2 separate regions of the Triticum aestivum genome follow, and region 1 is linked to region 2. Evidence: chromatin contacts called from public Hi-C data. All regions are on one chromosome and are shown on one strand. Each heading gives the region's core, a stretch centred on a gene start, on an enhancer-like site or on the middle of the called end of the contact. The rest is flanking DNA. Distances are from core to core; before and after follow the strand shown. Region 1 has its middle 43 kb from the start of LOC123099072. Region 2 holds the start of LOC123099072.

What was found. A called contact is a pair of places that touch in the nucleus more often than the background predicts.
Region 1: a contact with region 2 is called in a Hi-C map of leaf, with 1.8 times the contacts expected there. The contact joins the enhancer-like site here to the promoter of LOC123099072 in region 2. A contact is called at or near these places in 2 of 5 Hi-C or Micro-C datasets (leaf and an unstated tissue).

What each region holds. Positions count from the first base shown.
Region 1 is chr4D:503,968,773-503,972,039 of IWGSC CS RefSeq v2.1, reverse strand. No RefSeq gene overlaps it. Among protein-coding and RNA genes, the nearest start is that of LOC123099072, 43 kb to the right of the region's middle. Within about 2 kb of position 1,394, at least 1 of the 8 cell types and tissues checked has an H3K27ac peak or open chromatin away from gene starts, as enhancers often do. A contact at or near this core is called in leaf, where this site is marked.
Region 2 is chr4D:503,925,419-503,929,172 of IWGSC CS RefSeq v2.1, reverse strand. It overlaps LOC123099072, which reads left to right and starts at 1,342. Exons shown (of 7, transcript XM_044521203.1): 1 at 1,342-3,099; 2 at 3,205-3,295; 3 at 3,385-3,542; 4 at 3,635-3,686. The coding sequence starts at 1,909.

The DNA.
Region 1 (3,267 bases), core at 145-2,644, 43 kb before region 2:
TGGTACGGTGATTCTGGATTAATTACTAGGTGTAAGGGCTACGTACCGCCATGCATGCATGCATCGACATTTTGCACGGTTGATCTGAAAAAAACTATGGGTACGTTGTTGATAGTACAGTTTATTGCCTCACAAGGTGACGCTGAATTAACTAGCAGCCAGGTGTATACTCAATCACTGATCTGTTTCCAATCAATCAGTGTCTGACACGCTCACATGCCTGTTTATGAGCGGAAGCTGGAGAGCTGGACAACAGTGAGTAGATGAACAGTGAGGTTGGGGCCAAGTGAAGTGAAGCGTGGGGAAATTCGGTGACCGTTCAAAAAAAGAAGATGAAATGAAGCTGCCACTGTTGAGCTTAATTTGGATGACACCGCATGCATGCAAATGCAATCAAACAACTTTTAAATCAGGCCCCTCCCAAGCTGATGGGATGACACGTCGCCGGCCGGAGATATTAGCCCCAGGCCCCAGCTCCATCGGGCACCTCACATGCATGCATGCAGATGCGGCCCTACGAGGCGCGCGGCGATGAAGAAGATTAAACTCCAAGCCACCTCCCTAATCAACCTCTTCCGCGGCGTACGTACTACGTCCACGCATGCACGTACGCAGAATCGAATCGCGTCGCAGATCCCATCTTATATGGCTAAACAAGAACCTTAGCTAGGCATAGTTCGCCTTAGTGCTCACATGTGCGCATGATCAATCACCACCTGGTTAAGCAACCTTTGTTTACTGGTTTGTTAAGAGGGGATAAGCGACCGAAAGGTGCTGGAGCATTACGCACTTGCCAAGATAGGCGTTACTGGGAAAACATTATGCGCGTACGGTGCAATTGCCCTTGATCTTCATCAGTTAATTATATATTAATCTACTAGTACTAGTAGTACTCTCTTGCCATGCAAGCGCGAAGGTAACATTAGTACGTTAGTGGAACCATTAGCTTATGTAGAAGCTTAGAAAAGCATTAGTTAGAACTCGGAACATGCATGATTGCAGTACGGCCGTGTGCGGTGCAAAAGGTAACACAAAGAAGTTGTGCTGAATAAAAGTAAGTTGTTGGCCGGTTACATCGATCGACGGTCGATCGATAACAGCCGACACTACTGAAAGCATGCGATGGAGTTAAAACAAGAGATTAATGAACAAGCTAGTGGCGGCAAGGATTTAAGCCAAAAAAAAAAAGAGGAATTGAAGAGACGCAGCTAGCTGAATCATTTCGTTACGGAAAGCAGTCGTTGTTCCTGCAAGGAAGGAAGGCCGGGTAGACGACGACAGCGAACGAACGGTCAACTTAATTAAGAGCCGCCATGACATGACACGTCAAGTCAAATCCTTCCTGGATTTCCGACGAAGCGATGTTCCGATCGGTCAAAGCTAACCCGTGGCTACCTCTCTGTTTGGTACAACTAACTGGCCTTAGCCTTTCACAAGACCGACCTCGATCGTACTCGCTTAGTTATAGCCAGCGGTTTCACACCGTTTGAACGGACGGCCGGTCGACCAAGCAGCCGTGACTCTGGCTTTTTAAAAATGTCGTCCTGTTGAAACACAGTCGCTGCCAGCCAAAGATATCTTCGGTCTATCACTAGGCGAATCAAGCCTCCCTCTAGGCTCGCTAATTTTTTTTGAATAATACATTTTTTTTATTAATTTGCACAAGTATTACGCTGAAAAAATAATTTTTAAAAATAATACACCGTCGGCCCGCTGCAGGCCGACTGGGCCTAGTCAGCCCACAGCAGGCCGACTGGGCGTACTCGGCCAGTAGCAGGCCGACAGCTGGCCCGCCTGCCACTTGTCGCACGCGCATTGGGCAGGCCACGTCGCGGGGTGGGGAGAGGGAGCTGTCGGCGCGGCGGTCACGGGGTGAGCCCCTGTCAGCCTACTGCGGGCCGATCGGCCAGCTGCGGGCCGACAGGGTGCGGCCCCACCTGCAGCACGCCCGGCTCCCTGCGGCTCGAGCATATCTGTTCGCTATCCCACTCGAGCATATCTGTTCTTCCTCTGTTCTTTCCTTCTCCCTTCTGTACACGAAAATGCCTTCAATTTCTACACCTAAATGAGCCAGTTTTTTGCGGATTTGGCACCGTGAATGGATTCAACTTAGTTAGGGCAGCCAAAAGAGTCCTCGATCTACTGATGGGGTAGCTCGTGGTGGTCGTGGTGAGCATTTTGGTAGCTCGTGGAGGTGAAGGTGGTGGTGGTGAAGTTGGGGCGGTGTGGTGGAGGTGAAGCTCGTCGTTCGTCGTTCTTCGTTGGAGGCGGAGCACCGGCAGTTTGGTGGCCGCCGTTCGTCGTTCTTCGTTCGCACGCACGCTTCAAGGGTATATTTTAGCAAACATTTTATTTTTCGTAGGTGCTCCGGTAGTATTTGTTAATATGTTTGGATGTGAAATAAATTAGGTGTGCGATTATTGTTATTTGCCCCGGTAGTATACGTAAATATATTTAGATGTCAACTAATTATTTACGTAAAAATGTGTAGTTGCTCCGGTAATATTCCGTACTATATGTGGATGTGAAGTATTTAGGACTGTCAGTATTTGGAGTAGCTCCGGTCAAATCCGTAACATAGGTAGTCAAATATTAAAATCTGTAAATATTTGTAGTTGCTCCGGCAAATATTTGTAATATACTTGTAGGTGTGTGAATTGTATTAGTTGCTCCGTTAATATTCTGTAATATATATATAGACATGTCTAATATTTTTTAGTGAATTGTATTTCGTTGTTGAAAAAAATAGGTAGAGAGTGAATTGTAGGTGTGTGAATTGTATTAGTTGCTCCGTTAATATTACGTACCTCCTCATAGGTCCTTTCAGGCCAAGGCCGGCGGTGACGGCGCTGTTATGCGGCATTCCCTTCTTGAAGGCATCGCCGAGGAGAAGTTCAAGGCCACCATCTGCTATCTCCGGGGGAAACCCTAGATCAGTAAATCGGATGACGGCGGCGCTATTTTGTGTCGTTTCCTCTCGGGGGCGTCAGTCTTGGAGGTGTTCACGGGATCGAGGGACCAGTGGGCGGCTTCTTTGGTGGAGCGGTGCTTCATCTTAATCATTGATGGCAGCAGGTCTCGGCGGCGTGGTGCAGTGGAGACTTGGCGCCCGATGCGCGGAGATGGACTCGCGCAGGAGGAGGTAGCTGTCTGGCGTCATGGTGACGTCGATGGCGGAGTGGCCTTCACAAGGTAGAAGACTCAATATATTCTGAAGACGGACCTGTGGAAGATGGCTGCGACGACACAAGAGTGTGTCTGACCGGA
Region 2 (3,754 bases), core at 93-2,592:
CAGTCGCAAAAAATGGATATATATAGACACACACTATAAAATATCAAAAGATGGAAATGGACACTCGTAATTTTGGAAACTTAACCTTTATTGTTGTTGTTGCCATTCTCCGGGTTTTCGACGGTCCACGCCACCCTTTCTATCCTTAGTACCTATTTGTTGCAGTCACTTCCATCTCCAATATTTATTATGTACATACAAGTATACAAAATGAATACGTTGAGTTGACTGGCGATACAGAAGAAGCCATATAATATAAAACAATACATTAACACACGCTTGTGGTCTTGCAACCATTAGCCACTAGTCTCTGGGTCTTCGATAGTCCATGCCACGCTTAAAACCATTACTACCAAACGTCGTTTTGCGCGCATCATCATGATGGGATCAACGAAAACAACGTGCATCTTATAACCGTCATAGCTTAGAGGAACAAACACGGGACTTGGCCTCTATAACCTCTTGAAAAGTCAAGAGACGAGTCACCTAACCATCTTGCAATCCCAAATAAAAACGAATTGGACGACTATTCTCAGGCAAAAGAAAGAAAAGAATTCAGCGACTATTCATCACTGAAATGCCCATAAACGTTGAAATGAAATGCTCCATGGAGCAAGAAAAGGTGAATGGGGAGGCGTCAAGCTCAGCCCTCGGTTCTGTTGCGGGTTGCGGGCACATTAACCTTTAGTGTTATTGCCATTCTCCGAGTTTTCGACGGCCCACACCACCCTCTATATACATGGCATTAATTTGGGATTTTACTTCTATCCGTAGTATCGATTCATGGCCATCAATTCCGCCTCCACTATACAATCAGGAGAAATGAATGTACATAGTCAATTCGATGGATGACCGGTCAGACATAAGGCGACACATAATATAAATGACACACCAACGCACGCTCCTAGTCTTGGAAGCGTTAGACTCTCCATCGTTGCCGCTATTCCCCGGGTCTTCCACGGTCCACGCCACACTAAAAATACCATTACTACAAAATGTCATTCCGCACACATCATCGTCACGGGATGGCCGAAAACGACGCGGAACTTCTAACCCGTCATGGCTTAGCAGAAGAGAAACAAACAAACAAACACGAGACTTGGCCTCTGAAACCTCCTCTTGAATTGAAAAGTCAAGAGACAGGCCACCTAACCATCCTCAAAATCCCAAAAAAAAAACTGAATTAGACAATTATTCACCATCATAGAAATATTGCTAGTAGAATATAGAAACATAAAAATAGTAAACATGGAGGAAGAAAAGGTGATAGGGAGGAGAGGGGAAGGAGGCAGGAGGGGAAGCGGCCAGCCGTCGGTCCCGTTGTGGTGGGTGCGGCTTTTACCGGGCCGGCTGGGATGGATGGATCCCGTCCCCGACCCCAACCGATTGAGATGAAGGTCCCCTCCCCTACCTCCGTCGCTCGCTCCTGTGCTAGCTATCGTGGCCTTTTATTGCCGCTCCCCTCCTCCGTCCGCCCACTCTAGTCTACTGCTCGCTCTGCTTGCTTTGGGTGCCGTGGCGTGGTGGATGCTTGGTTGGTTCCCTTCCGCTCCTTGTTGACACCCGACCCCGAGCCGCCCCACGAGAGGTAGCACAGCGAGCCAGCGGCGGGGTAGTACCACTGCCACTGCATCATCCGTCCGTGCCCAACGCCACAGGAGAGAGAGAAAGGGGGCGGTGGCAGGCAGAGGCTGCCACGCAGTGGGCGCGCCATAAAGGAGCGGGCTGCGGGCGGACGGACGGACGGAGTCCACCGAGATCCGGGAGCCAGCGCCGCGAGATCCGCTGCCGGATTCGCCGCCCGGCCGCCGCGCCTCCGCTCCGCTAAAGCTCGGTCCTTTTGGGGAACGGCGTGGTGGTGGTGGTGAACTGGTGGTGGCGCCGAGGCTTGGTCGTGTGGGCGTGCCCATGGCGCGGGCGTGCTCGCTGGACGCGGACGCGGGCGAGGAGGAGTTCTTCGACTCCAGGGAGGCCATCTCGCCGCCCTCCGTCGCCTCGCCGGCGAGCTCCGGCCGCCACAGCAGCGCCGGCGACGGCGACGGCGTTTTGCTCTGCGGCGGGGCCCTGCTCGAGGTCTGGGCCACGGGCCCCTTCAGCGTCGAGGAGCGCCGCGAGCGGTTCGTCCGCTCCCTGGGCCTCCTGGATCCGGGAGAATCGGGGCCGCGCTCGAGGCCCCGCGCCGGCGAGGAGATCGTCGTCCTGGGCAGCCCCGGCGCGGAGCCGGCCTCGCCCGCCCCTCGTCTCGCGCGCGGGGCTGCGGGGGAGGAGGAGGCGGGGGCGCCCGGCCTAAGCGGCGGCGGCGGCGAGGACGGCCTGGAGTGCGTGTTCAAGAACCTGGACGACGGCACGGTCTTCGTCGTCCACGAGCTGGGCAAGGATGGCAGCTTCCGGAGCCTCAGGGAGCGCCGCTCCAACCGGACCGTCACCGCCGCGGAATTCGAGAGGATCTCCGGCTCCTCCCCGTTCATCCGCGAGATGATGCGCCGGGTGGACGACTCCTCGGACGAGCCCTCCACCCCTGAGAAGTCCGCCGCGGGGAGGGCGAGGCGCCGGAGGAGGCTGGGCATCGGCGCCTGCGTCGTCGACGCCGAGGACGACGACGAGGCGAATTCCACCTCATCCAGCTCCTGCCGGAGCTGCGCCGGGAAGCCCGGGAAGGCCGTTGACAGGGTCAAGGTCAGGCCATACAAGAAGCGGTCAAAGGAATTGTCAGCGGTGTACAAGGGCCAGGAGATCAGGGCGCACAAGGGCGCCATTGTGGCCATGAAGTTCAGCTCCGACGGGCAGTACCTGGCCACCGGTGGCGAGGACGGCGTGGTGCGGGTGTGGCGCGTGGTGGAGGGCGAGAGGCCCGACGAGCTCGACTTCGCCGAGGACGATCCGTCATGCGTCTTCTTCACTGTCAATGAGAACTCTGAACTGGCTCCTGTCAACTCCAGCGAAGGGACCAAGAGCAAACAGGACAAGAGTTCAAAGGGGCAAGCAGATCCGGCCTGTGTTGTGATCCCTCACCGGACCTTTGCGCTGTCTCAGGTCCCTGTGCATGAATTCTATGGGCATGATGATGCCATCTTGGATCTCTCATGGTCCAAAAATGGGGTGAGTTGCAGTCCAGACAGTGTGTTTCCATGTACCTGAAGGATCTACTACAGATGTTGTTATGCTCATCTACTAAAACATCTGCCTTCGCTTGGTTTTGTGCAGGACTTGATCTCTGCATCTATGGATAAAACTGCTCGACTGTGGCGGGTCGGGTGCAATAGTTGTCTCAAGGTTTTCTACCACAATAACTACGGTAAACCCTTCTCCCCTGAACTAATGTTTCCGCAGCCTGCCGCTCCTCACCATATGATGCTGACATCAAGTTTGTTGTCTATTATGCAGTGACATGCGTTCAGTTTCACCCTACGAGTGACAATTATTTTATCAGCGGTTGCATCGATGGATTGGTTCGCATTTGGGATGTCCGTAAATGCCTAGTCGTAGACTGGGCTAATAGCAAAGAGATAATAACCGCAGTCTGTTACCGGCCTGATGGAAAGGTTCGCTTGAATATCCTTGTACTAGCCTGTTTTTACCAAGCGGCTATTTGTTGATTCACTGAGATGCTTATATTACTGCTGGTTTCATTCAGGGGGTAGTGGTTGGGACCATAACAGGAAATTGCCGCTACTACGATGCATCAGGTAATCATGAGTTGGTTTGTTTGTGAGATTTGAGTTGTACTTCCTGATGATTGGCGAACTAATGATTT